Regions from separate parts of the Pan troglodytes genome. Here region 1 is linked to region 2. Evidence: chromatin contacts called from public Hi-C data. All regions are on one chromosome and are shown on one strand. The core of a region is the stretch at or near the end of the contact, and the rest is flanking DNA. Distances in the headings are between cores, read along the strand shown. Region 1 has its middle 58 kb from the start of OLIG1. Region 2 overlaps LOC100609577 (putative uncharacterized protein C21orf62-AS1).

Region 1 (6,446 bases), core at 879-3,378, 190 kb after region 2:
TGGCGTGTGAGCCCAGTGCAAGCAATGGACTATGTTTCTAGAGACCTTATGCGCAGCTGCACTCCGGGAGAGCACCTAAAGTCTAGGACTGAGGTCTGGGGGAAGTAAGGCCCAGGCAATCCCTCTCCTGACCCTCTCTACGTTGGATCTGATGTTTCTTCCACAAACTGGGAAGTTCAGATTCCCCAGAATCTGGCTTTGGATAAGGGGAAGCAGGAACAACTCTACTTTTATATGAAGCTGGACATTTGTCCAAAATTGCTTCCTTGTTGCTGTGCCACTTGGGGACATGAACCAAGTCAGATGAGGCTTCATTTTGGCATCAACACCCCACATCCATCTCATTCAGCCAAGGTCTGTCTGTCCTCCGGTTCCCGGTTCAGTCCCTGGGAAGAAACTGAATTGTCCTCTCTTCCAAGTGTGGCCCATGCACTCATCCAGGCCACAGGATCCCCTTGAAGGCTCCCCTGCTGCCCCACACCCACCCCATCTGGAAATTACCAAGTCCTTATGGACTTTGCTCTTTATTCATTCACAAAGAATGTAAGATTCCATTTTTTTAAGAACTGAATAGAAATCCCCGGCATCACCATATCAGGGCGTCTGTTCCACGCCAACTCAGTAATTGCCCCGTTTCTAGTGCTTTTTTTTTCTCCACCAAAACCAACTTAAGCTGATTACCGCCATCTCAAACAACCTCACTGGGCTCCAGATATATCCATTTAATATGGCCAAGACAAGCAGCCAACTGCCGTTTTCAAAAGACGATCTGACAGATTCTATTCACTTTCAAAGTAGCTCTCCACGGCTGGAATAATTATCTTTCATTTCCCCCATTCTGACACCTTTCAATGATTTGTTGACATCTGAAGAGTTATGGGCAATCTTAGAAGAGGCAGCTGGACTTTCCGCCCCCAAAGATACAAGCACAAAAAGGATTCCCATACAGCATCTGAAATAACTCTGTTCTTTGCAAATGGATATCCAAATCTGCATGTTAATAGGGACACTTTTATCTTTAAATATAACCTCAAAAAAAGAAGGGGGGACAGTATTCATTTAACTTGTTCACCGCCAACTCAAGAAAATGCACCTTTCCCTCAAAACCAGGGTTCCCTCCCTTGACCCGTAAAACCAGAAAAAATGCAGATATGCTGAGTTTTCAAACATCTCATGTTTGCTGCAGTCCTCGTTCGAGGGAGAACAGCAGGAGAAATCCGAGCAAATGGCAAGAGGCCTCCACTGTTTCATCTGCTGCCAATGAGGTTTTAAGTGAGCATCACTGGAATAATGTCTATTAATAATTTGCACTTCTATAGCCCTTTCTTGAGGGTGTCTCTAAGTGCCCTCCCACGAACACAGGCCTCGCTTGCAGGGAAAGAGCTCGACACAGGAATGAACCTCCTGCCTTTGGGCACAGTGCCTCCCAGCTCCTGTCTTAGCACAGAGGCACTTTGTCTTTAAAACTCCAGCAAAATGGGGCCTGGGAGAGGTTTTTTTTGTTTTTTGGTTTTTGTGTGTGTGTGTGTGGATATATGTTATATATATATATATATATATATGTATATATATATGTATACATTACGCAATTACAAATATAGGTCCCATCAACACGCAGGATAAATATGGAATGCAATATCTTCAGATTATTTTCTTTCTCTGTTTTTTCTGTCTCCTGCCTCCCCAACACACAAAATTTGAGGACTTTCGTTAACTATTTTAGTAGTCTATCAAACCAAGTGCCTGGTAGATTTCAGTATGGGGGAGTAGTGACAGTGGCCGCAAGAAAGGATCAGATGCAGCCACGATCGTTGTCAGAGATAAATAAACACGAAATAGTGAAGGAAAATGGGACAAGCACGCAGCAGTTTGCAGCCTGGACCAATCACAGTGATGCCTCTTGTGGTGGCCTGGAGCCCTCTGCACAGTCCGGAGAAAAGACAGCCGTGGGGATCGGTTTCTGTTCCGAGAGTACATAGCAGAGTGAGGCTGCTGGGGTTGAAGCCGCTTGTTTGAGTTTTCCAGCTCTAATCAGATCGTCCTCCGAAGAGGGAAGTCTCTAAGGAACCAGGAACACAGACCACATCTGCTGGTCACTTCTTTTCCCCCTCGTAGCTTCCAGCCACAGTCCCTCAATCAACAGCGCCCCTTACTGGCCAGAGAGTTGCAAACCCAGAGGGTACTGGGGTTTCTCAGATAACCGCTGGCAACCTGGAAATGGACATATCTGTATCATCCATCTCCAGTTATAGAATTTTGAACACACTATCGAGAGCAGCTGTTGCAATCCCAGCTCAAGTCTCACGGCCATCCCTCTGTCTTGAACTTGGTCTTGGCGAAGTCAGGTCTCTCTGTGGGAGTTTTATCATCAGGGGAGCTGCTTCTCCCAAGAAACCAATAACCACCAATACTGTGTGTGATCTTAGCAGATCCAAAGCTTCGAGAAGCCTTCATCAAGATCAGACATTGCGACAGGAGAATCCTGTTCCCTGCAAACAGGATGGATTTGGATTCTAAGTGGTTGAAGTCACAGAGCGGTCATTAAAATAACAAAGAGGCACTGGCCTTTTTCAAGCACCTTTCTGGACTTCTCCAAAGAAACCCTGCTGATGAGAGGGCACAGAGTTCATTAGCAATCATCTTGGGTCAGCTGATGACAGGAGTGAAGCCAAGGCTGGCACGGGCGGTGACAGAGCAGGCGAGCAGAGTTGACCTGGGTTATTTTAGGTGAGGGGGTGGGCGCAGAGGGAGACAGAGAGGTGGAGGGAGTTTATTTTGGTTGAGGCACTTTATTTTGCTTTCTTGCTTGTGAGGATTCATTTCCCCTGGGTAATTTAAAGTTTGTAAGAACCTTGGAATTCCTTGGAGAGAAAGCACCATTGCAAATAAAGAGGCCACAGCACTAGTGATGGTGGAGAAAGTGGCCAATGCCGTATCTTTAGATGCTTGGGTTTTGGGTTGGGTAGAGTTTTTCGGCACGTTTGGGAAGTGGCTTCTTATATGCCCAGCTCTAGTTTGGGGGCTTCCCATGTGTTTTTGTGTCTAACATGTATTGTTCTCAGCACTGTGCTGATTTTCCATGTGTTCATTCATTTAATTCTCACAACAACCAAAATGTGTTAATTCATTCATTCTGAATCAACTTGTTTAATCAAGAGAATTTGACAATGCCCACCCCCTCTCCCTTGGAAAATAAGGGTTAGCTTAGCAGACTGCTGAGGGTCAGGCTTCTTAATCCCTTTCAATGCCATTGTCAATATATTGAACCCTATTCAGGAATCAGCAATGACTTTCCGTGCCTGCTCCATCAAGTCTCATTTCCTCTGCCTTGCTCAAAAAACCTTTTATAACCCTCTTTATAATGCTCCCACTTCCTCTTCTTCCAGCTGCACCTCTACTTCTCCAAACAAATGTAGAATCCCCATGGCAGTGAGTCGAGTGTCCTGGGTGAGGTGGGAGCTATTGTTCATAATCAGTGTTGCTATTGCCTAGTAAGACACATTGCACCCCACAGAATATACCCATTGCCTTTTCTTCAACTTTGGGGGACATACCGAGTCTTCACTATACACAGAGTCTGCAGGTAGATAGAGATCTCTCAGTGGCTTTTCTAGGCAACTTGTTCCCGCTACCCCAGTAGGTATGGACATAACCTCAGCTCTCGACTCTCGGGGAGCACCATCTGGTCATCCATGTGAAAAGAAGAGACAACTCTACCCTTGTTATAAAAACATGCCTGACACTTGGAAATAAAGCAAGGGAGGACTGCCCTTCAGTGCCAGCCTGGAGCACTCAGGGTCATCACATTCCCCAGGGGATATGCCTTTGCTTGACCCATTCATTATTGGGCCCAGATTCTGATGTTACATGTTAACTTATAGATTTTTACAAAATAATTTCCCTTTTTCTTTTTTATTTTTCTTATTTATTTTATTATTATTATTATTATTATTTTTTTTTTTTTTTTTTTTTGAGATGGAGTCTCACTCTGTCGCCCGGGCTGGAGTGCAGTGGCGTGATCTCGGCTCACTGCAACCTCTGCCTCCCAGGTTCAAGAGATTCTCCTGCCTTAGCCTCCTGAGTAGCTGGGACTACAGGCACATCCCACCACGCCCAGCTAATTTTTGTATTTTTAGTAGAGACGGGGTTTCACCATGTTGGCCAGGCTCGTCTCTATCTCTTGACCTCATGATCTGCCCGCCTCAGCCTCCCAAAGTGCTGGGATTACAAGTGTAAGCCACCATGCCCGGCCTCCCTTTTGATTTCTAAATAATTTTAAAATTTTAGAAATGTTGCAAGAATAATGCAAAGACCTGTTTTTCCTAATTCACTTGAGTAATAAGTTGCTGACATGATGCCCATCACCCTAAAATACTTTAATGTGTATCTCCTATGATTGTGAAAGTCACCCACTTTCATGATCTAAATACAACCACCAAAATGAAGAAATTAACATCGGTACATACTATCATCTCATTCTCAAATGCCATCCACACTTCTCTAGTTGTTTCAATCTCACTAAACTTTTATAGGCAAGGGACCCAATCCAGGATTGCTCATCACACAGAGTTATCCCATCTCTTTAGTCTCCTTCAATCTAGAACAGTTTCTATCTCTCATGACCTTGACACTTTTGACAATTATAGGCCAATTATTCCATAGATGTTCCTTAGTGTAGGTTTTTCAGGTGATGCCTTATTATGAGGGTCAGGGATGTCTTTGGCAGAAACATCATCATAGAAGTGATGCTGGGTTCATCTTGTATCTGGCCAAGTGGCACACGATTTTAATTTACCCCAGTCCTGGTGACTTACATGTAAATGAAATAATGAAGGTGATGTTTTCCATGTGCCTCCACTGTAAAGTTACTTTTTTCCCCCTTTGTAACATACAAGGATCTTGTGGGGAGGTACGTGAGCCTTTGCAAATATCCCATTCCTCATCAGACTTCACTCACTGTTTTTAATATCCATCAGTGTTTCTTGGTTGGATGATTATGATGGTTGCCAATGAATGATTTTCTAATTCCATCACTTTCCCTATATTTATTAGTTGGAATTAGTAATTTTTGTGTAGAGATAGGGTCTCACTATGTTGCCCAGCCTGGTCTCAAACTCCTGGGCTCAAGCAACCCTCCCACCTCAGCCTCCCAAAGTGTTGGGATTCAGTTGTGAGCCACGGTGCCCCGCCATATTAGTTAGAATTCTGCTTTTTCCACTTATACATTCATCTGTTTGTTTATATCGGTAGGAACTCAAGCGTACTTATTTTACTTATCAGGTGATACTCTGCTCCTATTGTTATTCATTTTTATGCCTCAATTATCCCAGGTCTGGCCGGTAGGAGCTCCTTCACTCTGGCTTCTGGGTTCTCTGGACATGTGCCTATAATTCTTTGAGCCCTTCTTTACTTCCTGGCACAAGACGTTCTAGCTTCATCTTGTACTTTCCCTGACTCCTCATCCAGCCTTGGAATTGGCCATTTCTCCAAGGAGTTTGGGTTCCTTTAAGTGGGGACTTTAGGAACCAAGATCTGAGCACTGATGTATTGTCTGCTCCTGGGTGGAACTGTTCCCAGGCCCTCCCAGTGAACGGAACTAGGCTACATTTATATACGAGTTTACACTGACACTTCCAATTCCAGTCCAACACCAAAGGGCTTATTCTAGGATTTTTCCCTTCCACATGTGTAACTCCCTTCTTCATCGATGAGAAACCTGGTTCCCTCATCGACCTTAATATACATGATGTTCATAAGGTCCAGAAACAGTTAAATATATTTAATATTATTAAAGCCATCTCCAGTCTGTAAAATAATAATCATAATGTTGTTTTCTATGCATTCAGAATCTACAGACACCCCGTCTCTACTAAAAATGCAAAATTAGCAGGGCGTGGTAGCACATGCCTGTAATCCCAGCTACTCGGGAGGCTGAGGCAGGAGAACCACTTGAACCCGGGAGGCAGAGGTTGCGGTGAGCCGAGGTTGTGGGCTGGGTATGGTGGCTCATGCCTGTAATCCCAGCACTTTGGGAGGCCAAGGCTGGCGGCTCACAAGGTCAGGAGATCGAGACCATCCTGGTCAACATGGTGAAACCCCATCCCTACTAAAAATACAAAAATTAGCTGGGCATGGTGGTGTGCACGTGTAATCCCAGCTACTCGGGACCCTGAGGCAGGAGAATCACTTGAACTAGGGAGTCGGAGGTTGCAGTGAGCTGAGATTGTGCCACTGCACTCCAGCCTGGGTGACAGAGTGAGACTTGGTCTCAAATAAAAAAAATAAAAAATAAAGAAAGATGGTAAATTTTATGTTACATGTATTTTATCATAATTTTTTAAAAATCAAAAAGCTTGTCTGCTCATCTGTAAGGTGGGGAGGTGATGGTTGTGAAAACCAGATGAAGTGAAATACATAAAACACTAAGTACGAAGTTTGGTGTGTAG
Region 2 (5,811 bases), core at 1,592-4,091:
ACATATTACTTTTATCATTCATTCTTTGTTATCTAACACAGATTTTTTTTTTTTTTTTTTGAGACAGAGTCTTCCTCTTGTCGCCCAGGCTGGAGTGCAGTGGCACAATCTCAGCTCACTGCAACCTCCGCCTTCCAGGTTCAAGCAATCCTCCTGCTGGGATTACAGATGCCCACCCCCATGCCTGACTGTTTTTTGTATTTTTAGTAGAGACGGGGTTTCGCCATGTTGGCCAGGCTGGTGTGGAATGCCTGACCTTATGATCTGCCCACCTTGGCCTCCCAAAGTGCTGGGATTACAGGTGTGAGCCACCGTGCCCAGGTTTTGCCCCAACCTTTTTGGTACCAGGGACCAGTTTCACGGAAGACAATTTTTCCATGGATGGGGTGCGGGGGGATGGTTTCAGAATAATTCAAGTGCATTACCCTTATTGTGCACTGATTTCTATTATTATTACATTGTGATATACAATGAAATAATTATACAACTCACCATAATGTAGAATCAGTAGGAACCTGAGCTTGTTTTCCTGCAACTAGATGGTCCCATCTAGGGGTGAGGGGAGACAGTGACAGGTCATCATGCATTAGATTCTCATAAATAGCAGCAATCTAGATCCCTCACATGCGCAGTTCACAATAGGGTTCATGCTTCTATGAGAATCTAATGCTGCCTCTGATCTGACAGAAGGTGGAGCTGAGGCAGTAATGCGAGTGATGGGGAGCAGCTGTAAATACAGATGAAGCTTGGCTCGCTTGCCTGCTGCTCAGCTCCTGCTGTGCAGGCTGGTTCCTAACGAGCAAGAGGAAACCTGGAGGACACTTTGGTTTCATCAAGCAACACTTGCCACCAGGAAGGCGTTGAGTGCCAATTCCACACCCAATACCCCCAGGTAGAGGAAGTCTTGGGCCTTGGGGTTTGCAGTCTAGTTTCCTGGTAGTGTCTGTCATGGGGCTGAAGACCAAGCTTCATCTTCATGCTAGACTTTGCCCATTTGGATATTTCATATCTTGAGAGGCAAAGAGAGCTTCTGCAATGTTTGAGGCCAAAATTCAAAGCAGAGCCAGGCCCAGGAATCCCATCAAGCAAGGCCTCTTGCCCATTCTGCTAAGATTCAGATAACTTTGGGAATATAAATGGCTCCCTGGGCCACTGTCTTAATCTTTCTATACCTTGGTGAGGCTTCTGTTAATGGTAGAATCTAGATGAAGGATAGTTTGGGCCACTTCGTAAATGTGGGTAGTGATTTTATTCAGATTAGATGATTTTGTTCAGATTAGGATGCCAAAAATCTGGAACAAGGCAAGACCAGAAAGTCTGGTTAGGCAAGAGGCAAATGGTTTAAAACAGAGACCTTCATAATTTGGCAAGCTTTTAAATTACTTGGAGTATGCAAAATACAGTTGCCTGGACCTTACCCGAGACCCACGGGAAAACAACAACAACAACAACAACAGGGCAGGTTCCATGGATCTGTGCCGGGCTATTCCCCCAGAGAAATCAGGGAAAATTATAGATGTCCATAATTCCATACAGAATTATAGGTCCCTGAGCTTGGTTTGCTGAGATAACATGTTGCTTTTCTGTCTCTCTCTCTTTTTCTCTCTCTCAATGTCTTTCCCTTTTCAAAAGTAGATGTCACCTTTCTGATCCAATGCTTGATTGCTAGCTGGGCTGAACCAGAAGCATCACGTCTAGTTAGTCTAGATGTGGATACAATTCAGTAATCATAAATATTAGAGCTAGAATATTGTAGGTAATTGATGTAACCAAGTGAAGAACCAGAGACCCAGAGATGAAAAGTTCCTTGCCCAGATCTCCAAACTCACATCCAGGTTGCTCCCTGCCTACCCTCATCTCTTATAAGCCAGCATCCTTTTACAGCAGACTGTGGGCCCCAAAGCACAGCTGTGGACAAGAGGGCACTGTACATTCACCCCAAGGTCTCAAGGCCACCAGGGGCTTGGTCAGCGTTTGTGGTTGTGGCACTTCACATTTGCCTGCTTTGAGGGCTCCCAAAAACCCACTTCCTGGCCGGGCATGGTGGCTCATGCCTGTAATCCCAGCACTTTGGGAGGCCAAGGCAGGCAGATCACTTGAGGTCAGGAGTTCAAGACCAGCCTGGCCAACATGGTGAAACCCCATCTCTACCAAAAATGCAAAAATTAGCCAGGCGTGGTGGTGGGTTCCTGTAGTCCCAGCTACTTGAGAGGCTGAGGCAGGAGAATCACCTGATCCCAGGAGGTAGAGGTTGCAGTGAGCCGAGATCACACCACTGCACTCCAGCCTGAGCGAGAGTGAGACTCTGTCTCAAAAAAAAAAAAGACAAAACCCACTTCCTTTCACCTTAGCACCCTAATGAGTAACAAGGAAGTTCAGAGATGAGTTCCTTTGCCCCAGCCTCTTTAGCAATGTGTTTTGAGAGTGCTGGGCTCCCTCGTGGTGCAGAGAGGGGACATCATCTTGCAGTGGACTTTCACAGGAGACCACACCCAAGAAGCCAAAATCCAGTCCATGTGGAGTGCATCCTCAGGCTCTAGGGGCCCATGGTCCCCTGTTCCTTGCACCATCAGATAGTCCCATGTGTGGGTCGCTGGCCTTGTTTCTGGTACCTTGCAGGGAGACCAGGCCAAGTGTGAAAATCCACCAGGGCCCTTTGCAAGCCCAAATTGAGGATTTTGTGGCCGCATTAAAATGCCTTTCTCCTTCTTCTGAAAAAGGATTAGACGCAACAAAGTGCTTGAGCCCTCAGCGCCGGTGAAAAGAAGCCCAGTCTCAAGTGTTAAGCTCGGATTCCACGCAGCCTCCGGCAAAGGCCTCCTCAGGAAACAGGCCTGTGTGGCTGCAGCTGCTCAGATTCCAGCGCTTAGGGTTGATTTGCACCAGTCGCGGGGGTAGGGGTGGGGGCAGACCAGTTGTTTTAAGGAGATTATTGCCTGAAAGCAAAGCCAGTTTTCCTGTGTGCCACCCACTTCTTGAAGGTGATTTTTTTACATAGTGCCACCAAAACTGGTAGGCGTGGAAACAGGAGTTTACATCTTCTGAGAGCGTCCAACAGCCTCGGCTTCAGGCGCCTTATCTTATTTAATCATGACCATATTACCTCTGTTCTGGGCTGAATTGTACTCCCAAAATTCATATGTTGAAGCCCTAATTCCCCATTACCTAGGATTGTAACCATAACAGGAGATATGGTTTTTAAAGAGGCAATTAAGTTAAAATGAGGTCATATGAGGGGACCCTAATCCAATATGATTGGTGTCATTATGAGAAAAAAAATTAGGACACACGCATACACAGAGGGAGTCCATGTGACAGCGCAAGAAGGTGGCTGTCTACACCCAAGGTTAGAGGCCTTGGAAGAAACCAGCCCTGCTGACACCTTCGTCTCAGGTTTTCTAGCCTCCAGAATTGTGAGAAAATAAAATCTGCTGTTGAAGCCACCCAGTCCGTGGTATTTTGTTATGACAGCCTTAACAAAATCATCCAACCTCCATTTTACAGATGGGTAAACCAAGGCTTAGCCAAGTGAGGTAACTGACCCAATGGTATATAGCATTTTTTTTTTTTTTTTTGAGATGGAGTTTTGCTCTTGTTGCCCAGGCTGGAGTGTAATTGTGCAATCTCAGCTCACCGCAACCTCTGCCTCCCGGGTTCAAGCGATTCCCCTGCCTCAGCCTCCCGAGTAGCTGGGATAACAGGCATGTGCCACCTTGCCTGGCTAATTTTGTATTTTTTTTTTTTTTAGTAGAGACGGGGTTTCACCATGTTGGTCAGGCTGGCCTAGAACTCCCAACCTCAGGTGATCCGCCCACCTCGGCCTCCCAAAGAGCTGGGATTATAGGAATGAGCCACCGCGCCTGGCCGGTGTGTAGCTCTTGAGTATCACGGGCCCAGGTCTGATTTGTCTGATTCCAAAACTCTTATGTTTAACCCCCTCATTAACTGCCTGAAGAAGGGAGCCGGGGGACAGAATTCTAACACTCCCTGGGCAAGAGTTAACACCTAGGCTTTATGATGCTTTTAGTAAGGGGGCTGTTAGGCCAATGTCTCCCACCGTACTGCTGTAATGTGGGCAGGCCTGTCTGGGGGCTTCCACAGCATGATGTTTGACTGGGGACTTGAAATGGATTTGTCACATAAATTGACTGACAAGTGGTTCTCAAACCTGTTTGCAAATTAAAATCTTGGGAGCAGCTAGAAAACAAGAGCCATCTTTTTGGGCCTAGCTAAGAGCTGCTGGGAATGGACTCCTGAAATCTGCATTTTCGGTAGATTCTCTGGGTGAGTCTAATGCATAGTCGTTTGAGAACCAATTTAGGAGAGAAAGCATTCAAAGGGTATAGTTTCCCAGTGAGGATAATTTTCATATGGGAAGGACCATTTATTTAAAAGAAATTCACAGGCAGCTCCTCAGTATTTCTGTCCCCTAGGTAACTGGCATGACCTGTAGTATGCAGAGGGACATCAAGAACCCAAGGCAACCTCTGCTGATCTTTAACAGAAGCTTCCTGCAGCTTCGGGTGCCCCCCATTCCATAGATGGCTCCACCACAGCCCCAGTAACTGATCCATGTCTCCAACCAGCCAGGCAGCAGACAGGCCTTCCTTAAAGGGTCTCATGCTGCAGTTTAATGCTGTCCTCAGTTGAAGAACTTCAGTGGGGATGTAGGACATGTTTGCTACAACCCTCACAGTATGTTTTCAGGTGCATCAGCGTAATTATTAGGTCATAGGCCCCAGCCCTCCAGGTGAGAGCGGCTTGGGGCCCAGCTTCTTCAGCCCAGTTGGCTGATTACATGCTTAGAATTCAGAAAACTGGCTTGTTTCTTAGGGCACTGACAAAATAAACCCCACAGTGTCAGGGTGAAGGAATTCTGCTCTGCTGAAGTCTTTTAGATTAGAAAGGGCAACATCAGGTTCCGATTATAGCTACAAGGGATATTTCCTCATTGGGAACTCTGTCCTACCTGCCTTATAGGTTTAGACCTCCCCATATTAGTTATCCATTGCTGTGTAATTAAACACCCTAAAACTTATGGGCTTAAAACAACAACAAACCGGCTGGGCGCAGTGGCTCACACCTGTAATCCTAGCACTTTGGGAGGCCAAGGCGGGTGGATCACAAGGTCGGGAGATCGAGACTATCCTGGCCAACATGGTGAAACCCCGTTTCTACTAAAAATACAAAAATTAGTCAAACGTGATGGCACATCCTTGTAATCCCAGTTACTCAGGAGGCTGAGGCAGGAGAGTCATTTAAACCCAGAAAGTGGAGGTTGCAGTGAGCAGAGATTGGCCACTGCACTCCAGCCTGGTGACAGAGTGAGACTCTGTCTCAAAACAACAACAACAACAAACCTTATTTTATCTCCCAGTTCCATGGGTCACGGATTCAGGAGAAGCTTAGCTGGGTGGTTCTGGCTCAGGGTCCCTCTTGAGGTTCCTGTCATGTGTCACCTGGGGCTGTAGTCTTCTGAAAGCTAGACTGGGGCTGCAGGGTCTGCTTCCAAGGAGGCACACTCACACACCTGGCAAGTTGGTGCTAATTGTTGGTGGGAAACCTCAATTCCTCCCTCATGGGCTGTTCACAGCCTGCTTGAATGGCCTCACAACATGGCAGCTGGCTTCCCTCTTAGATGGTGATCCAAGAGGGAGCAAGGCAGAAGTCAGAAGTACTTTCTTTCTTTTTTTTTTTTTTGAGATGGAGTCTCGCTGTGTCGCCCAGGCTGGAATGCAGTGCCGCAATCTTGGCTCACTGCAACCTCTGCTAATCTGTTTTTATATTTTCAGTTAATCTAATGCTAATTTA

The links. A called contact is a pair of places that touch in the nucleus more often than the background predicts.
Region 1: a contact with region 2 is called in a Hi-C map of stem cell-derived neural progenitor cells, with 6 times the contacts expected there. The contact joins two enhancer-like sites. A contact is called at or near these places in 2 of 7 Hi-C or Micro-C datasets (induced pluripotent stem cells and stem cell-derived neural progenitor cells).

What each region holds. Positions count from the first base shown.
Region 1 is chr22:33,829,238-33,835,683 of NHGRI_mPanTro3-v2.0_pri, forward strand. No RefSeq gene overlaps it. Among named protein-coding and RNA genes, the nearest start is that of OLIG1, 58 kb to the left of the region's middle. Within about 2 kb of position 2,129, at least 7 of the 24 cell types and tissues checked have an H3K27ac peak or open chromatin away from gene starts, as enhancers often do. A contact at or near this core is called in stem cell-derived neural progenitor cells, where this site is marked.
Region 2 is chr22:33,634,365-33,640,175 of NHGRI_mPanTro3-v2.0_pri, forward strand. The region is part of intron 5 of LOC100609577 (putative uncharacterized protein C21orf62-AS1); the gene reads left to right. Among named protein-coding and RNA genes, the nearest start is that of OLIG2, 92 kb to the right of the region's middle. Within about 2 kb of position 2,842, at least 3 of the 24 cell types and tissues checked have an H3K27ac peak or open chromatin away from gene starts, as enhancers often do. A contact at or near this core is called in stem cell-derived neural progenitor cells, where this site is marked.